2 separate regions of the Rattus norvegicus genome follow, and region 1 is linked to region 2. The links are chromatin contacts, called in public Hi-C maps. All regions are on one chromosome and are shown on one strand. Each heading gives the region's core, a stretch centred on a gene start, on an enhancer-like site or on the middle of the called end of the contact. The rest is flanking DNA. Distances are from core to core; before and after follow the strand shown. Region 1 has its middle 4.2 kb from the start of Nfkbia. Region 2 overlaps Prorp (protein only RNase P catalytic subunit).

Region 1 (6,568 bases), core at 295-2,794, 180 kb before region 2:
CTAGGCTAGTCTGGTCTATATGGTGAGTTCCAGAATAGGCAGGGCTACACAGAAAAACCCTGTCTCAAAAAAATATCAAACTCAAATCTCAACACTGCAGACAGTAGAAATAATGGCAGGCGATCTCTGTGAGTGTGAGGCCAGCCTGATCTGCATCGTGGGTTCCACCCAGCCAGAGTTATACAGGGGGACTCACTAAATAAATAAAATAGCAACAAACAACAACAAAACCAACCATTGTGGGTTCTGGAGGGAACCACAGGAAGGGTAAAATCAGGCTGGATTTGAACACTGGACCTCAGATCTCGTAGCTACACCTGTGAGTGAGTTCTCAAATTTCTGGCCTCAGTTTCCTTTAAAACAGAGAGAATGAGCTGTGCATGTGGTTCATGCCTTAATCCAAGCACTTAGAAAACTGAGACAGAAGGATTGTTGTGCGACTGGGGCTAGCCTAGGGTACATTACATAGTGGGTTCCAGACCAACCTGGTCTATAGAAATAGACCCTGACTAAACAACAAATTTCAAAACACACATGTGCAGATGGTCACAGTAACTCGTTCCTGTCGCCCAAATGTTGACGATGACCAGTGATGTAATGCCTGAACTCAGGAGGCTGTGGCAAGAGGATCATAAATGCAAGGGCAGCCTAGGCTTCATATCAACAACCCTGTCATGGGAAGAAGTGGAAATAGATGCCGATGGTGTTTGAGTAGTCAGAGGGCTGAGCTGACTGGCTCCAGGCTTCCAGGGGAATGCTGCCAGGCAGAACGAGGCTTTCTTGGGTTTGTGATAAATGCTGAACTCTCCTCTCACCCAGATACAGCCTCAGTACACATCCTCCACTCAGCTTTTGCCTAATCCCTTCCTTAAGACAATGTGATTCCTTGAAGAGAAGTTATTCAAAAGAGGCCAGAAGATGTCGCTGCAGACAGCACAGTGTGTACTGCGCCCCTCTTGGCGGCTGAATTTCATCTTGCAATGCAAGGGAAAGTTCCAACCTGTCTCTGCTTCTCTGGTGAGCCATCATTTGCTTCTTTGTATGCACACCCCCCCCATACCCATGCCATGCCCCCCATGCTGTGCCTCCCATGTTGTGCTCCTTGCTGCTCTCCAGATGTCCCCAAAACCTGGGGAGTAGACCTGAGTCTTTCAAGAACACAGAGATCTTCTGATCTTCCTTGTGATCTCCTCACCATCAAATTCACGAAGACTTTTCGTCAAGACCCATGCCCACCCTGACATCCCCACCCAGCTTCCTCATGACCCTTTGAAGTTTCTTCAGTCATTGCATCCTGTTTCTCCCAAGCTGGCAATTTGGCTCTGTTTTCAAAAAATTATCTTCAAATGACTTAGTAATAAATACCTCAATTCAACTCACTTTCTAAAATTACCAATATTCGTAACAAAAGCAGTCCCTGAACTTTAGCATGGAAAGAGCCTTGATCTGTAGGAAATAATGAACACCCCTGAGCCAAGTTGACTGACTTATCTTAAGGGAATATGACAGTCATGGGGCTGACCTCCAACAGCTGAGGCCTAGCAACAAAGACAAGAACATTCCAGGCCAGTGTGTGCCTTCCTTGCTCACATATTCCAGCCATGACTCTTCCCAGTCTGTCCCCAGCTTGCTTTTCACGTGGGAAACCTGGCGAAGTATTGCTTTCAGACTCTCTGACTTTACAGGTCCCCTGACCCACAGTAGCCGCAGAGACAAGACTCTACTCCTCACTCAAGAGATGGGAACTCACACAGCAGTCTGTCAGAGGGGCCTGGAGCTGCTCACGGGAAAGTGCTGAGGTCAAGTTTCCCTTCCTCTGTAACCTAGAGCAATCTTTCAGCAACCTTCATTCGTTTCTCTTTATCCAGACCATCTCTCAAACTCAGACCGTGAGGGAGAGGCGCTTACACCCCCCAGGGAGTTTCTGGAAGTAGGCTGGGTTTATTATGTTCCTAGTTTGAGAAGGATCAATGACTCTCTCCTAATTCTGCTGCCCATAGACAGGGGCCTCGGTCTACATAAGACTTGACAGCACCCAGCTTTTCTGTACAGTCTGCCTTACTTCTAAGCTGCTGCTGCCTCCCCTCCTCCCCCTCCACCCCCTCCTCCCCCTCCTCCCCCTCCTACCCTGACTACTCTCAAAATGAATTCACACCTGAGAGCAGCTGAGGCACCTGCACGTGCTGGCGCCACGTGCTGTCAAACCTCCACCACATTCCTGACCCAAGTTCTCCTCCCGGAACACAACAGAGACGAACCATCCCACACACCTGAACCTGTTGCCTGGTTACTGTCAACAAGCAGAGAGGAGTGAGCCAGTTCTGGCCAGGGCTGACACTGTGGCCTCCTCCCACCCCTGCAGCAACTTCCCCAGTGAGTAGAAGCCATGCACTGGTGTTTATTAAAATAAAGAGACTTCACAGTAGTTACAAGCAGTCCTCCTGTGAAAGATCACAACAATGTCGGACTTGTTCTGTTTTACAACGCAGGGTTTAAAACCTGCTTTGGAGAAGGGACAACTCTATTCGGGGTTCAGCGTCTTTAGTTCCAACCTTGCCTGCCAGGAACAGACCTACACATTCTAAATGGACACATACATACATGTGTACACACATACACACACACTCACACACCACCACCAACAACAACAACAAAACAAAAACAAACATATAAAGGGCTGGAGAGATGGTACAGTGGTTAGGACCCTTAACCTGAGTTCCATCCCCACACTCAAAAGCCAACTTTCAGCATCTACACCTTCAGTCCCAGAGGGGATCTTCTGACCTCTGTGGGCGGTGCATGTACAAGGTACACAGACATACATTCTAGCAAATACCATATACATATAATACAAATAAGAAGGTTGTTTTTTAAACCCAGAGAGTTTTATTTGTGTTGGCCAACGACCCTTGGAGTGTGGAGTTAGCATAACTCAGTGGTACTCCACTAGAGAAAACCCATCTTCCCTTTGCCAGCAGCTACCAATGGCCAAAATCGTCTTGGTTAGGGGTAAGACCAGGTTCCCACTCACTCCTCTCAGCGCTGGGACTGTCTTATTTATCTAATCATTTAATTATCAGTGTTTCCCTGTGCAGCCCTGGTCATCCAGGAACCTGTTCTGTAAACCAGGCTGGCCTTGAACTCTGCCTGCCTCTGCCTCCAAGTGCTGGGATTAAATCAGCTTCGGTTTTCATATGTTTGAATTATACATGATAGGTCAGTGCTTTATCTGTGAGATATATTCTCAGTCCTCTCTTTACTTAGGACTTTGAGACAGGGTCTCACTGGCCGGGTTGGCCTTGAAATCATTTAGGTAGTCCTAGCCTGTCTTGAGTGTTTGATGTTCTTGCATCATATCTCCTGAGTAGCTGGGATTACAAATCCATACCACCTGGCTTGGCTGGAATAAAGTCTTAAAAATCGGGAAACTCCACATCAATATTGTTTTTTTCTTCTTCCTTTAACAAGTGGTGGACAAACTGAACACCAAGTACATCCGAGCCACATGGCCTGACCTCAAAGGGCAGAAAAGTAAAGTTGGTTCAGACTGATGAGACCCCTCCACTTCCTTTAGGCCCCTCACCTGTGAGTCCTGCCTGGCCTCTTTAGGTAGAAACTCCGGGGCTGACATCCTCTACGGCTTTGATCTCCATTACAATGTAGGATTTGAAGCAAAGGAAGCACACTAAGGCTTTGCCTGTTTATTTTTATCTCAGTGCAAATGAAGTCCCCGGGACAGCTGCTTTTCTGTGGGAAAAGATCCCAAGCTGGGGTTGGGTGGGGCTTCCAGGGTCTGACAGAGCAGATGCCAGCCACCACAGAGGCCTGAGTTAGGGACAGAATGAGCATTTGCAGTCACACTGTCACAGCAGGGCTGGCTGCTGCGCATCCTACCATGCTTGCCCAGCTAGGTCCCCTGCTCCTCTGTCCTCCCAGCTGCACCAGGATGGGTAGCCTCATTCAGGAGCTCCACTCTCTGAGGCTAAAACAAGTTAGGATTAATTGGCCAAGATAATTGACCCAAGCCAGTCTGCCCATAAGGTATGGGGGGACAGGCTGGACCACCTGGTTAACCTTACACAAAAGTTCCATGGAGGTAGGCGGTTTAGTTTCACCCAGGAGGATTCATGAAGTATCTACAAGTCTCATCTGCCTTGACAATGCCTCTTTCCCACGGAGGCACTTCAGTTCATAACCAGTCTGGGACCATCTCTAGCCATCTTGCCTCCTGAGGCCAGCCTATACACTAAGTTGCTACAAGGTACAACATTTTATTCTTGCCTTCTGTATTAAAAGGGGGGAAATGATCGAGGTGTGGTTCCGTGGTAAACTACGCGTTTACCATCTTTGCAAGAGACCCTGGGGACGACCCCAACACTGAGCGCGCACACAGGGCTAGGGGAGTGCGGGACAGCTGCAATCCCAGCATTTGGGCAGTCAAGGCTACAACCCAAGGGTGAGCTCTCTCTCCAGAACGGTATGTAAGCATTAACTCTTTAAAAGTGTTAAGCTTAGATAAATGTTTGGCGATGAGGAGAAAGTAGAAGCATGGAGGGATCCACACATTCTCTCATTGCTGAGCAGCCAAGACCCTTTCATCGTCTGGCATCTTGTGTGTCCACCCACCATCCTGCTGAGTTGCAATGTTGTTGACTTAAGCTACACTGGGCTGTGCATGAGGGAAAGAAAGCCTGTCGGCTCACTTTAATAAGTCAACATGTCCCCGAGCCTCAGGTAAACAGAAGGTAACTCCTCGGGAATTCCCAAGGAGGGACAAATCATTCTAGGCTCAGCACCGCCCAGATTTTTCAAAGGGCTTTGTGACAACCCAGAAATGCCTGGGCCTGACTCCTACCACTAGGTGTCACACTGAACAATACCGAGGTCGATGCCAAGGCCTGAGGTTGTAGAACAGAGAACTTCTCAATGAAGGCTTACATACTCCTTCATTTCATACCTGCAGCCCCAAATCACCCTCTGATGTACCTTTTACAGGTGGGGCTTTGAGTTCCTGCTGTGGTACTTTTTTTTTTCTTTTTTTACAAATTTTAACTGCATATTCATTAAAATAGGATATGGTGCTTAAATTTTTTATTTTTATGTGTATAAATGTTTGGCCTGCATGTTTGTGTGTGCATCACCTTCATGCTTGGTGCCAGACAGTATTCAATTCCCAGGAATTAAGAGTTGTGGGCCACCACATGGGTGCTGGGAAACAAACTCAGGTCTTCTGGAAGAGCGGCCAGTGCTATTAACTGCTGAATCCGTTCCTCCAGTCCCTGCTAATTTTTAAAGAACTTTCCCCAGATGGAAAAACACCTCCCCTCTACTTTATCTCCCAAGTGGAAGAGAGATTTTGGAGGTGGGGGGACTTTTTAAGACAGGGTCTTATGTTGCCCACGTTGACCTCAAACTAGGCTAAATACTTTTAGTGTATTCCAAATTATACTACAGTTTTGCAAGGTGTTCCCAAGTGTTAACAAGAACTTTACCAAAATGATTAATATATTGTAGTAGAAATTAGGCAAACTGATATTGGGTTCCTGGGTAAATTTCTAGGTACTTTGTTTTCTTTTCTTAGGAAAATGGGAACAACACCTAGCTTACACTATTATTTCTGAGAACCAACAGTGATGCATACAGAGCTGGGTTTCTTCAAAAATTTATACTGTGATAGTTCCAAAAGTCCATGTTCCTACTTCCAAAGCAGAGACATATTTCAAGACAAATGATACCCATTTGATGCCCCCAAAGTACCTTAAATATTCCAGGACTAACATGCAATTCCAGCACTCAGGGAAGCTGAGAGAGACGTCTTACTAACAGTACAAGGTTAACCTAAACAACACAGGGAGATTCAGACCATCCTGGGGCTATAACGTTAAACCCTGTCTCAAACCACCTCACCAGCAGAGAGCCAATCTCATTATTATAAAAGCAAGTATACCATAGAAAAAAGTTAAGTGACTTCTCCAACTAATGTATTTAGTGAAAGACAAGTGTGGAATTGAGGTCTCCTACTTAGGATCAGTCTCACTTTAATCCAGTAATTATACTTGCAGAGATGATGAAGAGGATTTGCTGAGGAAGTCTTAACTTTAACGTGACGTTGTTGTCTGGAAGTTTTTGTTTTTTCCTGGACTTTGAATCTTTTCCCCCAGTGTCCTCACTTTCATACTGTGGGGGAGGCAGTGGAATTACGAAGAGAGGAGAGTTGCTACAAGGCTCAACAAGAAAAAGATCACTCAAATTTCACCAGAAATCTATGCAGAACAGGAAGCCTACTGGGTCTATTCTGACAAACTGTGATCCAAGTTGCTTTAATTTTCCCGAGTTACCTCACACTTGCAGGCTCCTAAGTCGGGATGGGGTGGAAGCAACACTTCTACTTTTGCAGGTAAAACTAGGGGATCACAGGCCCAAATCCCTTTCTTGAGGAGTAGCCACCCACAATGCTGCGGTCCCTGGGAAGCAAGGAAGCTAGTAGAACCAGCAGGTTTCAGATGTGGTCAGTGTTAGGACTATGTTGAGCCTCCTGCAGGATGCTTCAAAGTTACTTTCTTAGCTA
Region 2 (6,312 bases), core at 691-3,190:
GCGGGGCTAGGAGGTAGGGAAGAGGAGGGAATACAGGGAGAGAAACTAACAGCTATAAGGAAACCCAATACTGTAGAAGTTTCATGACATACATACATACATACATACATACATACATACATACATACATACATGGAGGGAGTTACCCTATAACAGGGGGAAAACAGAATAGATACCACAGGCTTCTATATAAAAGCCCCAGTAACAAGAAAGGATTACTTTTTTGTGTGTTGCTAGCCAAAGTGGTCCCACAGACCCCCAAACATTACGCTGCTGCTGTTGCTCTCAGTTACCCTCCAAAATGTGTGGTAAGACCCTACTGTAGAAGAGAGCACTTACTTGAGCCGTAAGCATGGAGAAACCAAGGGGGTGCTGACCTGAGCTCTCTATTGGCTTTCATGGAGGTGGAAGGAAGTATGCACGTTACTGGATGAAGAAACAATCACTAATTTCCCTCAACTCTGAACCCTTCAAACTGCAGTAACAACCTGCCTTGTGAGATATGCCTGCTTGTAGAATAGTGACATAAATGTCATGGGACTAGTCAATCACTTTCTGGTTGGATTTAAGGCCAACTCCATGAGATGGAGCCCAGAGATAGAATCGTTAAGGAGACCAAGGACCAGAGGCTAAACGGTCATACACCCTAGGGAACAGCCCTTTACTATAGAATTCGGCTAATGGACACAGTACTAGTGTGACTTCTAATGACTTATTCTATGCACACAGACTAGTGTATCTCAAAGCCATCCTTAAGGTTCTTTCTGTATTTGTCAACTATCACAGAAGCCTGTACCAGGTCAGCTCTCAGAGAACAGGAGGCTTCAGAGTGCTCATCTCATTCCCCTCCCCTCAAACCTCAGGGATCTTTGTGGGAGAGGGGGTGGAAAGGCTGTAGGGGTCACAGGTGATGCACGGCTATAACTGCTTCCAGACACAGAAGAGGCAGCTGCACATCTGAACTCACAATGACAGCACACACAAGACCCTCGCAATTTCATTTGAATGAGGCCCCACCTTAGTGAGGAGATTCTAGCACTTGGTAGCTGTTGGGAGAAGGGTCAGTTTTCTTCAATTGTATGATACCTGGTTCACAGATCCCACACCCAAAAGTAGCTGGGCAACATAAATTGGATTTCATGGTGGAATGGATCTGTTCAAAATACACTGTGTGAATTTCTCAAATAATTAATAAAAATATTAGTTTTTTAAAAGTCAAGAAAGAAGACAGAAAAGGCACTTAAAAAAGCCTCAAGGATTTGGAGATAAGAACACATTTGGGGAAGTGGGTGGGACACTAAGAAGTAGCCCAGAGCTGGTAGGTACTGGCTGAAGCAGGTGTTTAGGGAGGAGAGGTGAGAGTCAGGGGCTGAAACACAGGCTGTGGCTAAACTAGGAAAAGCCACCTTTAGCACAGGTTTGGGAACTGCAGAAGATTTTAGACAAAGGATGATACGATTAAGTCAGTGTTCTGAAAGACCAATCTAGAAATAGGGAGAAGCGGATGTTAGAAGGGAAGCGTACACACGAGTGAGACAGGAAGAAGTGTGCAAACTGAGCTGACACTACAGGCCTGGATGGAATTAGTGTAAGTGAACAGGAGAGACAAAAGTGAGAAAAGATGTAAAAATCACACCAGTGACACATTAGATGCCAAAGTCAAGGATTAGGAAGGAGACAAAATCAGCTTTAATCATTTGGGTCGGGGAGGCAGATAAGGAAGAAATAACAAAGGAGGCTTGAGAGCTACAAAGGGGAAGCATTTACAAAGCACTTGGCTTGCTTGCTTGGTTGTCTGTTTGTTTTGAGTCTTAGCATCACTGAGTTCGGCCTAGATCTCCCATGGAGACCCTTGAAATCACAGAGATCTGCCTTACAAAGCTAGGATTAAAGTCACATACAGCCATGCCCAGCGAGTTCATTTTTGGACAAGTTGAGTTCATAACTGACTCACTTAAAAATGATTCATAAACACATGGTCACGGTTACCTTACGTTTAAGATGGGATCAGGGCAGTAACAAGCTCAACGGGTAGGGGCGACTGCTGACAATTCAGACAACCAGAATTCAATCCCTGGGACCCCCTTGGTAAAAAGACGGAAAGGACGCCTGAAACTTGTTCTCTGACTCCATACCTGCACCTGTGTGTGTGCTCAAGCAGGAGCACATGTGAGCAGGCGCTCGTTTACACACCATTAAATACATGCAATTAAAAGCTCCATCCCGGGGCTGGGGATTTAGCTCAGTGGTAGAGCGCTTACCTAGGAAGCGCAAGGCCCTGGGTTCGGTCCCCAGCTCCGAAAAAAAGAACCAAAAAAAAAAAAAAAAAAAAAAAAAAAAAAAAAGCTCCATCCCGATACAACAGAAATAAACTTAAATTTGGACCTAAACATTGTCTACAGTTTTAATGACCACACAGCTGACAGGGAGGTCCCATCAACAGCTCTGCAAACAGAGGCTCCAGAGGTCACCTCTGGCCATTCTGGCACTCAATGACTACCAACTACGTGAAGTCTCTCTGACAGCGGCCGTGGATGTCAAAATCAAAATGGCAAGTGACTTGGGAAGAAACCGTCATAATTTTCTGCCGGCAAAAGCCCGGTCTATGTTTAGAGGCAGCAAGGGCTCCTAAATATATTTTGTGGGGATTTTTCTCCTTCTTAGAATAGAAAAAGATACATTCCTTTCTTACTAGGCAAGGGCAGTACCAGAGCCTGTTTATTTACCTAGGGTCAGCCTCTCTAGTCCAAGCTGGCCTTGACCTCGTCACCCTCCTGCCTTCACCTTCACAGCTGCATGCAGAGATTAGAGCAGCATGCTACCCATCCCAGCATCCAGAAAATATTTTTGGAAAAATGAACAAACGTATTCGACCTCAAGATATTGGCAGGGACTGCTGGGAAGGTATTAACTCTGACTAGAACTTTCAACTTCAGTCAGACAGTTCCTGTGTACCATCATACTCAGCTCCTCTGACTGCCCCAGTCACTCTACCTAGGCAGGGCCTTAACACCCCCCTCCCAAAAATATATCCTTGGCAGCTTTTCTCATTTCGAAGACTTAGAAAAATACTCAGCTCAACAAAACACAAGCATCTGGACAACAGGAACCTGCGAAGGAACGTCAGCATTTTTGTTAGCCTGTCAGGATGTGATTGTTCCATTTCTAGGTCCAGAGCAACACACAGCGAGCTACATTACAGCCGTGGGCCGTTAAGTTGCTGGTTGCTGCGACAACCTGTACTATCCGCAGATTCAAATTATCTGCGCACAGCTACGACTGGCATAAATGTAATTCCGGACCGACAGGACAGACCTATTGCTAAACCAGCCACAGAGTCCGGCTTTGCACATTCCTCTCTTGCAATTATAAAATCTCCAAATGAAAAGCCAGGCCCTGGAGCTCGGGGAGTCACATTTCACTTCCCTGCAGCTGCCCCACAGCTCAGGCCCACGCAAGAAGCTGGAGGAAATGCGCCTGGAGACCTGATCAACAAAGGATGGAAATCCCCACACCTCGCACTTCCCAATTAGCACTGTGGAGGGCAGCGGCTCTCAGGCTCCATTTCCCTACAGGGAAGTCTCCCCACCCAGAGCGGTGCTATAGCTCACACCTGCACAAAAGCCAGGGCAGAGCATCTGCTGATTACAGCCATCCAGGCTGCTCACTGGCTAGCACATTCACACGGACAGGTTATTGTTTGTTTGTTTTAAGTTAATAACTTTTGTTAGTCAGAAGCAATGGGATGCAATAGGAAGCCTCTCTAGAGCCTACTCAGAAATGGAATCTCACTTTTTTAAAAACAGAAAAAGGAACAATTTACCACCATACGGTGACATGACACTTTCCCAGGTTTGGGGATGTCTAGGCTGGCCTGGAACTCAGAGATCCACCTGACTCTGCCTCCGGGATTAAAAGCATTTGCAAGCCACACCCAGCAAATTTCAGTATTTTCAAAATATTTGCTTAAAGGAGACTTTCACTCTTCAGTGATGTCCCAAATTGTTTTCATCTCACAGTGAGTATGAGTACACAGTTTTAACTAAGGGGAGATGCTTCAGAGAGATGCTGCTCTGTGAGACACCACTGACGACGCACTGGTTAAAACCTCCTCCAGGACTCTTACCTGCAAGTGCATGTGTATTTGTTTAAGATAGCAGTTCTTCCTCACTTTGTCTCTCTGTGGGGTGTGTGTGTGTGTGTGTGTGTGTGTGTGTGTGTGTGTGGTGTATGGGTGTGCATGTGCATGTACAGGTCAGATGTTTCCAATGGATGTCCTTCTCAATCATTTCCTACTTTATTATTTTAATTTCACTACCCTTATTTATTTATTTAGTGTGTGTGTATGTGTGTGTGTGTGTGTGTGTTCACATGCTTCAATATCATGGTACATGTATGTATAGGGGTGAGAGGACAAGTTTTGGGAGATGGCTTTCTCTAACCATATACGTCCTAGAGATTAAACCCAACTACCTTGGTCTTTGAGACAGGGTCTGTCACTGAGTCTGGAGCTCTCAGGCTCAGCAAGGTCCTGAGTTCAATTCCCAGCTACAACATGGTGGCTCACAACCATCTGTAACAGGATCTGATGCCCTCTTCTGGTGTGTCTGAAGACAGTGACAGTGTACTCACATACATAAAATAAATAAAAATCTTAAAAAAATTTTTTTGTAATGGCAATCTAAATCATAATACAAGAGACAGAATTATAAACCCCACACAAGCCTGTAAACTAATTTGACCTGAGAACACAGGCCAATTTTGTGTCATATGTAACCCCATCTACTCCCTCCCTATTTTCAGGTTGTTTTCTTTATTTACTCTTTTTTTTTTGAAACAAGGTCATATAGCCTAGGCTGGCCTTAGACTCACTATGTAGCCCAGGCTGCCCTTCAACCCGTGATCAATCTTCCCACCTTAGCCTTTTGTGTGCTAGGAGTATACCTGTAAACACAGTACCCTACTCAGAGTCTTCCTTCCTTCCTTTCTCTCTCTTTCTCTTCCTTTCTTCCAGCTACTCAAATTCTTAATTCTCCTATTTCATCTCTTCGAGTCCTGCAGAATAATCATCTACAGCTAAAGCTATGCCCGAGGCCTCACATCCTCTGCTCAGTGTGTAACAACCTCACATTTCTACCTTTAGACACTGAGGGAAGGCCAGAAGGTTCTCAACAGAGCCTCGTACAGCTGAGACATCAGTAAGGATCAGATGTGCTTTTCTTGCCTTGCACCCTGACAGTACAGCATTCAGACTGCAGTCGCACACCCAAATCAAAGCCTTGGAGCTCCACCTTCAACTCTGCCTTAGCTTCCTCTTACTAGATAAAGTAGCTTCCTGGCAACAGGAAATCGTAACCTCAAGAGCTCCAAAGGGACCCTGCAGCCACCTGGTCCAATCTTCCCTATTTAAAGACCAGAAGACAGCTACAGTGTACTTATATATAATAAATAAAAAATCTTTAAAGACCAGGAAGGAAGCAGAGATGAGAAGCGCAGTAACTTTTTGATTGATTACAGAGGATCTAGGGGTTGGAGAGAGGGTTGTGTCATTAAAGGCTCTCCCAGAAGACCCGAGTTTGCTTCTGAACACCACCTATAACTCCAGCACCAAGGGACCAACACCTCTGGCCACTGCTGACACCTGTACCCATGTACACATTCCCACAAACACATTATTTAAATTTTTTAAAATTTGTTAAATAAGCTGATATTTCCAAAATGCTAAAGTTCTCCTTTATTTACTCATTTACTTGTTCATTTGTTCCTTCATTCATTCATTCATGTTTTTAAGACAGGATCTCATGTAGAACAACCTGGCTTTGAATTCAGTATGTAGCAAAGGATGACCTTGAACTCCTGATTTTCCTGCCTTTACTTCCAAAGTGCTAGGATTCCAAAGTGCATGAGCCACCAGACTCTTTATTAAATTTTAATCTCTGGGCTGGAGAGATGGCTCAGCCGTTAAAGGCTAGGCTCACAACCAAAAATATAAATTTTAATCTCTTAAAGCAAAGATAATCCAATGTGGAAATTGCCAGAAATACAGTGCATACTTAACATTTATTAAATAAGAAAATATCTTATTAAATTTTTTAGTACTGCAGTAATACCCAAAAATGACTTTATCCCTTGGTTTTTCACATTTCCCCTCACATGTGCCTTCCAATCCAGCACCCATGTCAGCTCTGTCCTAAAACATTCTCCATATCTAAAAATCTCCGGTGTAACTCTACAAGAGCCATTGATCACACTCCTGACCTCATGAACAACATTCATGGATGCATTAAAAGGAAAGTATAAAAAGCATATTGT

Evidence for each region. Hi-C and Micro-C count contacts between places; a contact is called where the count stands out from the background.
Region 1: a Hi-C map of the A7r5 cell line shows a contact between it and region 2, with 8 times the contacts expected there. The contact joins two enhancer-like sites. A contact is called at or near these places in 12 of 12 Hi-C or Micro-C datasets (the A7r5 cell line, the Rat2 cell line, Schwann cells and 7 more) and 1 of 1 datasets of contacts at active chromatin or transcription factors (oligodendrocytes).

The regions. Positions count from the first base shown.
Region 1 is chr6:78,597,952-78,604,519 of GRCr8, reverse strand. No RefSeq gene overlaps it. Among named protein-coding and RNA genes, the nearest start is that of Nfkbia, 4.2 kb to the right of the region's middle. Within about 2 kb of position 1,544, at least 16 of the 93 cell types and tissues checked have an H3K27ac peak or open chromatin away from gene starts, as enhancers often do. A contact at or near this core is called in the A7r5 cell line, where this site is marked.
Region 2 is chr6:78,423,324-78,429,635 of GRCr8, reverse strand. All of the region lies in intron 3 of Prorp (protein only RNase P catalytic subunit), which reads right to left. Among named protein-coding and RNA genes, the nearest start is that of Prorp, 20 kb to the right of the region's middle. Within about 2 kb of position 1,940, at least 12 of the 93 cell types and tissues checked have an H3K27ac peak or open chromatin away from gene starts, as enhancers often do. A contact at or near this core is called in the A7r5 cell line, where this site is marked.